2 separate regions of the Sus scrofa genome follow, and region 2 is linked to region 1. Evidence: chromatin contacts called from public Hi-C data. All regions are on one chromosome and are shown on one strand. Each heading gives the region's core, a stretch centred on a gene start, on an enhancer-like site or on the middle of the called end of the contact. The rest is flanking DNA. Distances are from core to core; before and after follow the strand shown. Region 1 holds the start of COTL1 (coactosin-like protein). Region 2 overlaps TLDC1 (TLD domain-containing protein 1).

Region 1 (3,571 bases), core at 277-2,776:
ATATCTCTTTCCAAGCCAGAGACTGGGGACCATTCAAGAGCCCATTGTCCAACCCCAGCTTTAAAGAGCCCCATTACCAATGACTTTAGCTTCCAGGGAAGGGGGGAAGGGGATGTGGTCATAGAGCCACGGCTTCTTTCCTCTTCATGGTTCCACACACCCCAGGGAAGGGCCCAAAGTTTACAGATCTTAAGCATTTTGCTGGACGATTTCTTAAATAGGTACACACCTGTGTGACCACCTCCCAGATAAAAATATGGAACATTTCCAACCCCACCCGAACCCACCCCCACCTTCCGCATGCCCGCTCCCAGGGAGCGGCTACCCACCCCCAAGCGTGACCACTTTTCACACTTTTCACACCACAGATTAGCTTTGCCTTTTCTATCATTTCATATAAATGGGATCACACGGGGTGTACTCTTTCATACTTGGCTCTACAAATAAGCACATATCACCAGCACAAGGACAATGATTGTGGGGGGCGGGGGCCGCTGAGAGTTTCCTTCTCCTGCAATAAACTCCAGGATTGTTTTTATTTGGGCTTGCTGACCTAAGAAAGGGTAAAGTGGAGAGGGCTGGAGTTTGAAACCGCGTGAGCTGGTGCTGGAAAACTAGTGACTCACAGGGGGTAAAGGAGCCGTCGTGCCTAGAAAGGGTACTGTGTGGTCACCTCCGACGGCTCCGGATGCCCAGACGGGAGAGGTTTTTATGAGGCTTTAAAACGCTCTTATCTGGTTCCACTAAGCCAGGGGCGCCTTTGGCCTCTGCCGCTTCTCCCTGGCATTGACAGTTTCTCCAAAGATGGGGAACTCCCCTAGAAGGCGCTTCTCCCTACCTGTGCATTGTTGGATGAAGTCCTGATATTCCGCTCCCTGCTCGCCGGGGACGATGGTGGAGCCGTCGTATTTAAAAGTCACCCTTTGGATTGGGAGAAGAGAAAAACACACACACACACATCAACGTTGGTAGCGGCATGGTGCCGAGCTTCCAGCAGGACAATCTAAAAGATGCTCTGGCTAGGGAGAAGCCAGCGCTGGCTTTCCACGCTGTCCTGGGTTAAGGCTGCGGGAAGACAGCACGGGATGACCCTTAATCCGTCCGGTCTGGAAGACGGCTCAGTGCCCCCGGCCCCTCGCGAGCTCGGGGAGCGGGGCTTGGAGAGCAATGGAAAGTTCCTCACCAGATGACGGCCGAGCTGTCGTCGCGCACCAGGTTATACGCCGTCCGGCAAGCCTCTTTGTCGATCTTGGTGGCCATCGCCGAGGGGCTGCAACGGGGACACGCTGCCCTGAACGAGCGATAAGCGCACTCTGTGCCGGCTGCAAGGAGCGGAGCGGTGCGTGGACGCGCCAAGGGTGTGCGGGTGGCGGTGGCAGCGGCGGCGGCGACAGAGGCGCAGGGCGAAGCGAGCTGCGAGCTCCGAGCTCCGAGCTCCGAGCGCGGCGGTGGCACGGAGTGCGCAGGGAACGCGGGCCAGATGCAGGCCGCGCCGCCCCGCCCCCTCCGGCCATTGGCCTCCTGGGACGCATCTCGCCCGGCCCCCTCTCGCTATTGGCCGTAGGGCCCCGGGGGCGGGGCGTCTTTACTCGCCGGCGGCCAATCCCGGCCCGGGTGGGTTGCGCAACTCTGCGGTGGGGGCTGGAGAAGGGGCTTTTTCCTCCCTCCTCCCCCTCCCCTTCCCCTCCCTGTCTCCGTCTTCTCTCTCTTCCTGAACCCTCTCCTCCTTCCCCTACTCCCCCAACTCCTTCCCAAGCCCTCCCCCATCTTCTCCCGCAGCCCTCTTTCTCCTTTCCCTTCCTCCCCCTCTCCCCCACCAAAGGCCTCGTTCCTCCCAGTTCTCCCCTTCTCCCTACCGTCTATTCCCACCTCTCCTCCTGGCCCTTCTCTCCTCCTCCAGCCCCCCTCCTCCTTATCCCCCCGCCGCAACAACCCTTTCTGCCTCCTCTATTCCCCCCTCCTCCCTTCCCTCTCCCACCTTGCATCCCCCTCCAACCTCCCTCCCTCCATCGCTCTCCTCCCCGCCCCCCACACACACCCTGCCTGCTGGGCTACAGAGCTCCACAGGGGACCTCCAAGGGGGTGACTTCACGCATCCAACCCTAGGAGACTGCTCCTACCCCCAGGGTTTGGCTCCGCGGTTTCTAGGTAGGAAGGAATTGGAGAGAATTAAGCATCTTAAACAGGAGGGGATAGAAAGATGGACTGCTTCCAAAACGCTGGTGGGATCACTGTTTACTTTGTGTGCTGGTTATTTGCATTCACCTCTTATCTCCCCTGTGGGTGCAGGAGCTGACTCATTCTGCCTTCTTCCTTCCCTCACTGACTCACTCATTCATTCCCTCTTGCAGTCACGCCATAAAGACCAGTTATAGGGTCGAGGCAGGTAAAAAAGCCCGCCTCTTAAACTGCATCCACCACTGCCTCTTTTTAACACTGGGCCCTTGGACAAGCCTGTGAACTGCCTGATTACTCTCCTCCAATGGAATAATACTACTAATATCATAGGTTTGTTTTATGGTTTAGTGGAAGGGATATTTGTAAACAAACATATTGGACATTCAACAAAAGGTCACCATTGTTGGTTATTCATTAAAGTAATTCCTAGATAGAAACCCAGAAGGTCAGGGACAACATCTAACTAATAAAACTCTCAATGGCAGGAGTTCCCGTGGTGGCGCAGTGGTTAACGAATCCGACTAGGAACCATGAGGTTGCAGGTTCGATCCCTGCCCTTGCTCAGTGGGTTAAGATCCGGCGTTGCTGTGAGCTGTGGTGTAGGTTGCAGACGCGGCTCGGATCTGGCGTTGCTGTGGCTCTGGCGTAGGCCGGCAGCTACAGCTCCGATTGGACCCCTAGCCTGGGAACCTCCATATGCCGTGGGAGCGGCCCAAGAAATAGCAAAAAGACAAAAAAAAAAAAAAAAAACTCTCGATGGCAAACAAAAATCAAGCAGGCAGAGTTCCCTTGTGACACAGCGGGCTAAGGATCCATAATTGTCACAACAGTGGCTCCGGTCACCGCTGTGGCGAGGATTCAATCCCTAGCCCAGAAACTTCCACATGTCTCAGGCACAGCCAAAGAAAAAATCAAATAAGCAGAGAACAGGCAGTAAGGGGGTGGGGGATGAATGGGGCCACATTTACAGGAAAGGAGGAGCTGCTATTGTTATAAATAAAAAGACAAAAACATTAATTTGGTGCAGCCCAAAGCAGCTCTACCTTACTCCCTGGGAAGGGCAATGGGACAATCGGCCATTAGAAAGAAAAACAAAAATGGATCCGTACCTCACACCACAGATCAGGGTACCGTCAAAAAGAATCAAAGATTTGCCTGAAAATAAAGGAAACCGCAAAAGTACCAGAAGAAAACATGGTAAGCTTCTGTTCTAAGTCGAATAGAAAAGGTCCTTCTAAGTATGACTCAAAATCCAGAAGCTGTAACAAAATGGGCACATTCAAATATATAAAAACTCTTCCTCAGTGGGGGAAAAAAAGCCCAAAAGACAAAGCAGTGGAAAGTATTTGCAACTCAAATTACAAAGAATTTTGTCCTGCTGACATACGGGGAA
Region 2 (3,575 bases), core at 1,020-3,519, 92 kb before region 1:
CCAGAGAGAACACAGCCCGGCAGACACCTGAACAGAAAGAGCATAAGTGAACGTCTCAAGCCATGACACTGGCTCCAGCAGCAGTGACACAAACAAACTGTCATCAGTCAAGTGAAAACTTCCTGCCTACATCACCTCCCGTGCCTCCACTGTGAGCTGAGCCTGGAAGGGCACGAACAAGGGTCCCAGTTATATTTGAATTTCAGACAAACAATGAATAGTTCTTTAGTAATGAATAGTCCCAAATGTTGCATGGGACATACCTATACTGAAAAGAAATGATTTGTCCTTTGCCCAAAATACAAATTTAACTGGACGATGAGGTTTTTTCTGGCAACCCTGACCAGAAACAGTGGCTGTAAGGGAAGGAGGGAACAAAGAGGAGGCAAGCCACCCAGCCCCCTCCCTCCCGGCAGGTGCTCCAGGGGAGGGAGGCCAGACATTCAATGTTAAATGGAGCCCCAAGCTTCATTAGCTGGGATTGGACATCTTCCAGTAATGAAGTGGAGAGGGACTGCTTCCGAGCCAAAGAGACCCCAGGACCTGACATCCTTAAAGTGGAGAGAGAAAAACCACAGAGAAGGTCCGGGCTTTTCACGCAAGGGCGAGAAGGTAGCTCCCCTTCCACCATAGTGAGCAGGTTGGAGGGGGGAGGGCAGCAGGAAATAAAGCTGGTTTGGGGATTTTGGGGGGCCACACCCATGGCACATGGAAGTTCCTGGGCCAGGACTGAAACCCAAGCCACTGCACAGACAACAGAACTCCACAAAGCTGGTTTGGTGACTGCACCTGCCAGGCTGTCTTGGACCAGGGACAAGAGAATGGCTCAGCTCAGGCTCCGGCCCAAGGCGACGGTGCAAATAGATGCTGGCTGCGACCAGGAGCCCTGTGTTTGCTGTGCACTTTCTCCGCTGGATGAGGAGCCACTGCAGGGCAGGGCACCGGCCTTTCCCATTGCCCACGCGCAGTCTGTGCCTGTGTCCTTGCAGACTCGGCACAGCCAATGTAGCCCTGTGCCCACAAGGTGGCGCTCATGATCACTGCAAAACAATCAGCTCAGCTCATGGTTTTCTTTTCACATTAAAACTTTTGGAATAATTTCTGACTTCCAAGGTTGTTGAGAATAGGATACAGAGAGGTCCCGTGTATCCCACACTGAGTCTCCCCTGTGGCTAATGTCTTACAATTGTCTAGAACATTTGTCCCCACTGATGAACCAATGCTGATCCCAGGGTCCATTCAGTCTCCTGGGGCATCTCTGGGCTCTGACAGCTCCTCGGGCTTCCCTGGCTGCCGACGGCCTGGAGGAGTGTGTCGTAAGGTGTCTTCGAACGGGGTTTGTCCGGCGCATCCCTCGTGATTAGGCTGGGCTTGTGCTGTGGGGTGCGAAGCCCCCACAGGTGCAGTGGCCCCCTCACAAAGCCTATCAAGGGCGCAGGTGTCCCCGAGGCCCCACTGCTGGTGTTGGCCGTGGCCACCTGGCCAAGGTCAGCGCCATCCGCTTTCCTCTGGACAGTCACTTCCTTCCGTTTTCTATAATGCACTCCCTGGATCATGTGGGGTTTTTTTTTTTTTTTTTTTTTTTTTTTTTAAGGTTTCTCCCTTTTTTGGGGTGGGGTGGCAAGTCAGAAGTACAGTAGTTTCTAGGCCAGGGATTGAACCCGTGCTACGGCAGTGACAACACCAGATCCTTAACTCTTTGAGCCACCCGAGAACTCCTAAAGGTTTCATTTTTTAAGCCATTTCCTGTCATTTCTGGTTCAGCTGGGACAGCGGGGGTGAGAAGTGGGGGACAGGGGGTGCCTGTCACATGAGGTGAGAACAAAGTGGAGACATGCAGCCAGGAGTTCACAGAGTTTGGAGCCTAAGACAGTTCCTTGGGGTTCCTGCCTCTTCCCACCTCGCCAATGATCCAGGTAAAACCCCATCGGTGTCCTTGAAGGGGTCACAGGAAGGAGCGCCCAGGAGAGGGCAGCCAGGGACAGTAGTGTGAGAGGGGACTGGCCATCTGCCTTGCTGGCAGCCCCAGGATGCAGAGCACGAGCACGTGGCATCACACATGTGCCCCCCACGCCTGACCCGCAGGCTCCGCTGCTGAAAGGAGGGGATAGATGCAGAGAAGACCCCAAGGACAAGCCCTGAACCCATCCAGCGACCTCCTGGCTTCAATTCTACAGCTGATTCCTGTGGCTGCCTCCTGCCCCCCTGGGGCCCTGGTCACACGGCCTCCTTCGCGGCGCGTTCTGAGCCAGGCGCGCTGCAGCGCTAGTAACATCCTGGTTTTGAGCAAGTGTGTAGGAGGTGAACCCGGCGTTTCTCACCACGATAAAACCCTGTGTTTCTGCTTTTGTGGTGCACCCGCCTTTTTCTTCTTCTCTAAAACCATAAAAGGTGTCGAATCCCCCACTGCTCAGGCGGGCGCCTCCAGGGCTGGGCTCAGAGGCCCCAGCAGCGGCCCGCTCACCTGTGTGCAGGCTTCCAGGGGTTGCCTTATAAGGTGAAAAGCAGCTGTGGGTTCAGCCCCGGGCTCAGAGAGGAAGCCCTCAGTGTCACAAGAGGCCCTGCACAGATCTCTGCAGAAGGCCGGCCTCCCAGCGGCCGCCCAGCCCGCAGCCAGCTCGCTGCCGGCTATCTGCGACAACCAGGGGTTAGGGGGCAAGGTCAGTGGGGACATCTTACCTCCTGCCCAGCAGCTGACGCCAGAAGAGATGCTGGGGCCTCATCGCCAGCTGGGGCAGTGGGGAGGGGACAGGGGTGGGGGGCAGGGAGGGGGCTGGGCAGCAGAGGAAGGACAGGACTGTGACACCAGGGGACCAGAGAAGATGCAGTTTGGGCTTTCACATATGACAATACTTGTAATCGTCGGCTCCCTGCGACTATGGGCCAGGTCCTTACCAAGTGCCCAACACACAGTCTCTCCCTTGAGCCTCACACAGCTGAGCAGGCTACACTCCATAATTAGTCCCACTTTACAGATCAGGAAAACTGAGGCTCAGAGGAGGGCTGTAACTCATCTAGGGTGAGATAAGTAACTTATCTATCAGACAAGCAGCCAGTGGGAGAGACAAAACAGGCTTCCAGGAGTGGAAGGAACGCAGCTGTGCTGTTCGAATCTGCAGCCCCACCCCACCCCACCCGGCCCATGGCCACGGGTGGCTTCCAAGCCTCTCAACTGGTCCCATCTGAGATGTGCTGTAAGTGTGCCACTCAGAGTTGAGGCTTGAGTTTTGGTTTGGGGTTTTGGGTTTTTTTAAGTAAAAAAAAAAAAAATTTAAGGGAGTTCCCATCGTGGCACAGCAGAAACGAATCTGACTAGAACTAGGAGGCTGTGGGTTTGATCCCTGGCCTCGCTCAGTGGGTTAAGGATCTGGCGTTGCCATGAGCTGTGGTGCAGGTCACAGACTCAGATCCCGCGCGGCTGTGGCTGTGGCGTAGGCCGCCAGCTGGAGCTCCAGTTGGAGTCCTAGACTCGGAACCTCCACGTGCCGCAGGTGCAGCCCTAAAAAGCAAAATAATAACAAGCTGTAAAATATCTCAAACAGGAGTTCCTGTCATGGCACAGTGGTTAACGAATC

What was found. A called contact is a pair of places that touch in the nucleus more often than the background predicts.
Region 2: a contact with region 1 is called in a Hi-C map of liver, with 5 times the contacts expected there. The contact joins the enhancer-like site here to the promoter of COTL1 in region 1. A contact is called at or near these places in 2 of 5 promoter capture datasets (fetal liver and liver), 30 of 47 Hi-C or Micro-C datasets (adipose tissue, alveolar macrophages, blood and 15 more) and 2 of 2 datasets of contacts at active chromatin or transcription factors (alveolar macrophages and skeletal muscle).

Annotation. Positions count from the first base shown.
Region 1 is chr6:4,097,296-4,100,866 of Sscrofa11.1, reverse strand. It overlaps COTL1 (coactosin-like protein), which reads right to left and starts at 1,526. Exons shown (of 4, transcript XM_003361733.4): 1 at 1,184-1,526; 2 at 839-921. The coding sequence starts at 1,260.
Region 2 is chr6:4,189,980-4,193,554 of Sscrofa11.1, reverse strand. The region is part of intron 1 of TLDC1 (TLD domain-containing protein 1); the gene reads right to left. Among named protein-coding and RNA genes, the nearest start is that of TLDC1, 22 kb to the right of the region's middle. Within about 2 kb of position 2,269, at least 28 of the 83 cell types and tissues checked have an H3K27ac peak or open chromatin away from gene starts, as enhancers often do. A contact at or near this core is called in adipose tissue, alveolar macrophages, fetal liver and 3 more, where this site is marked.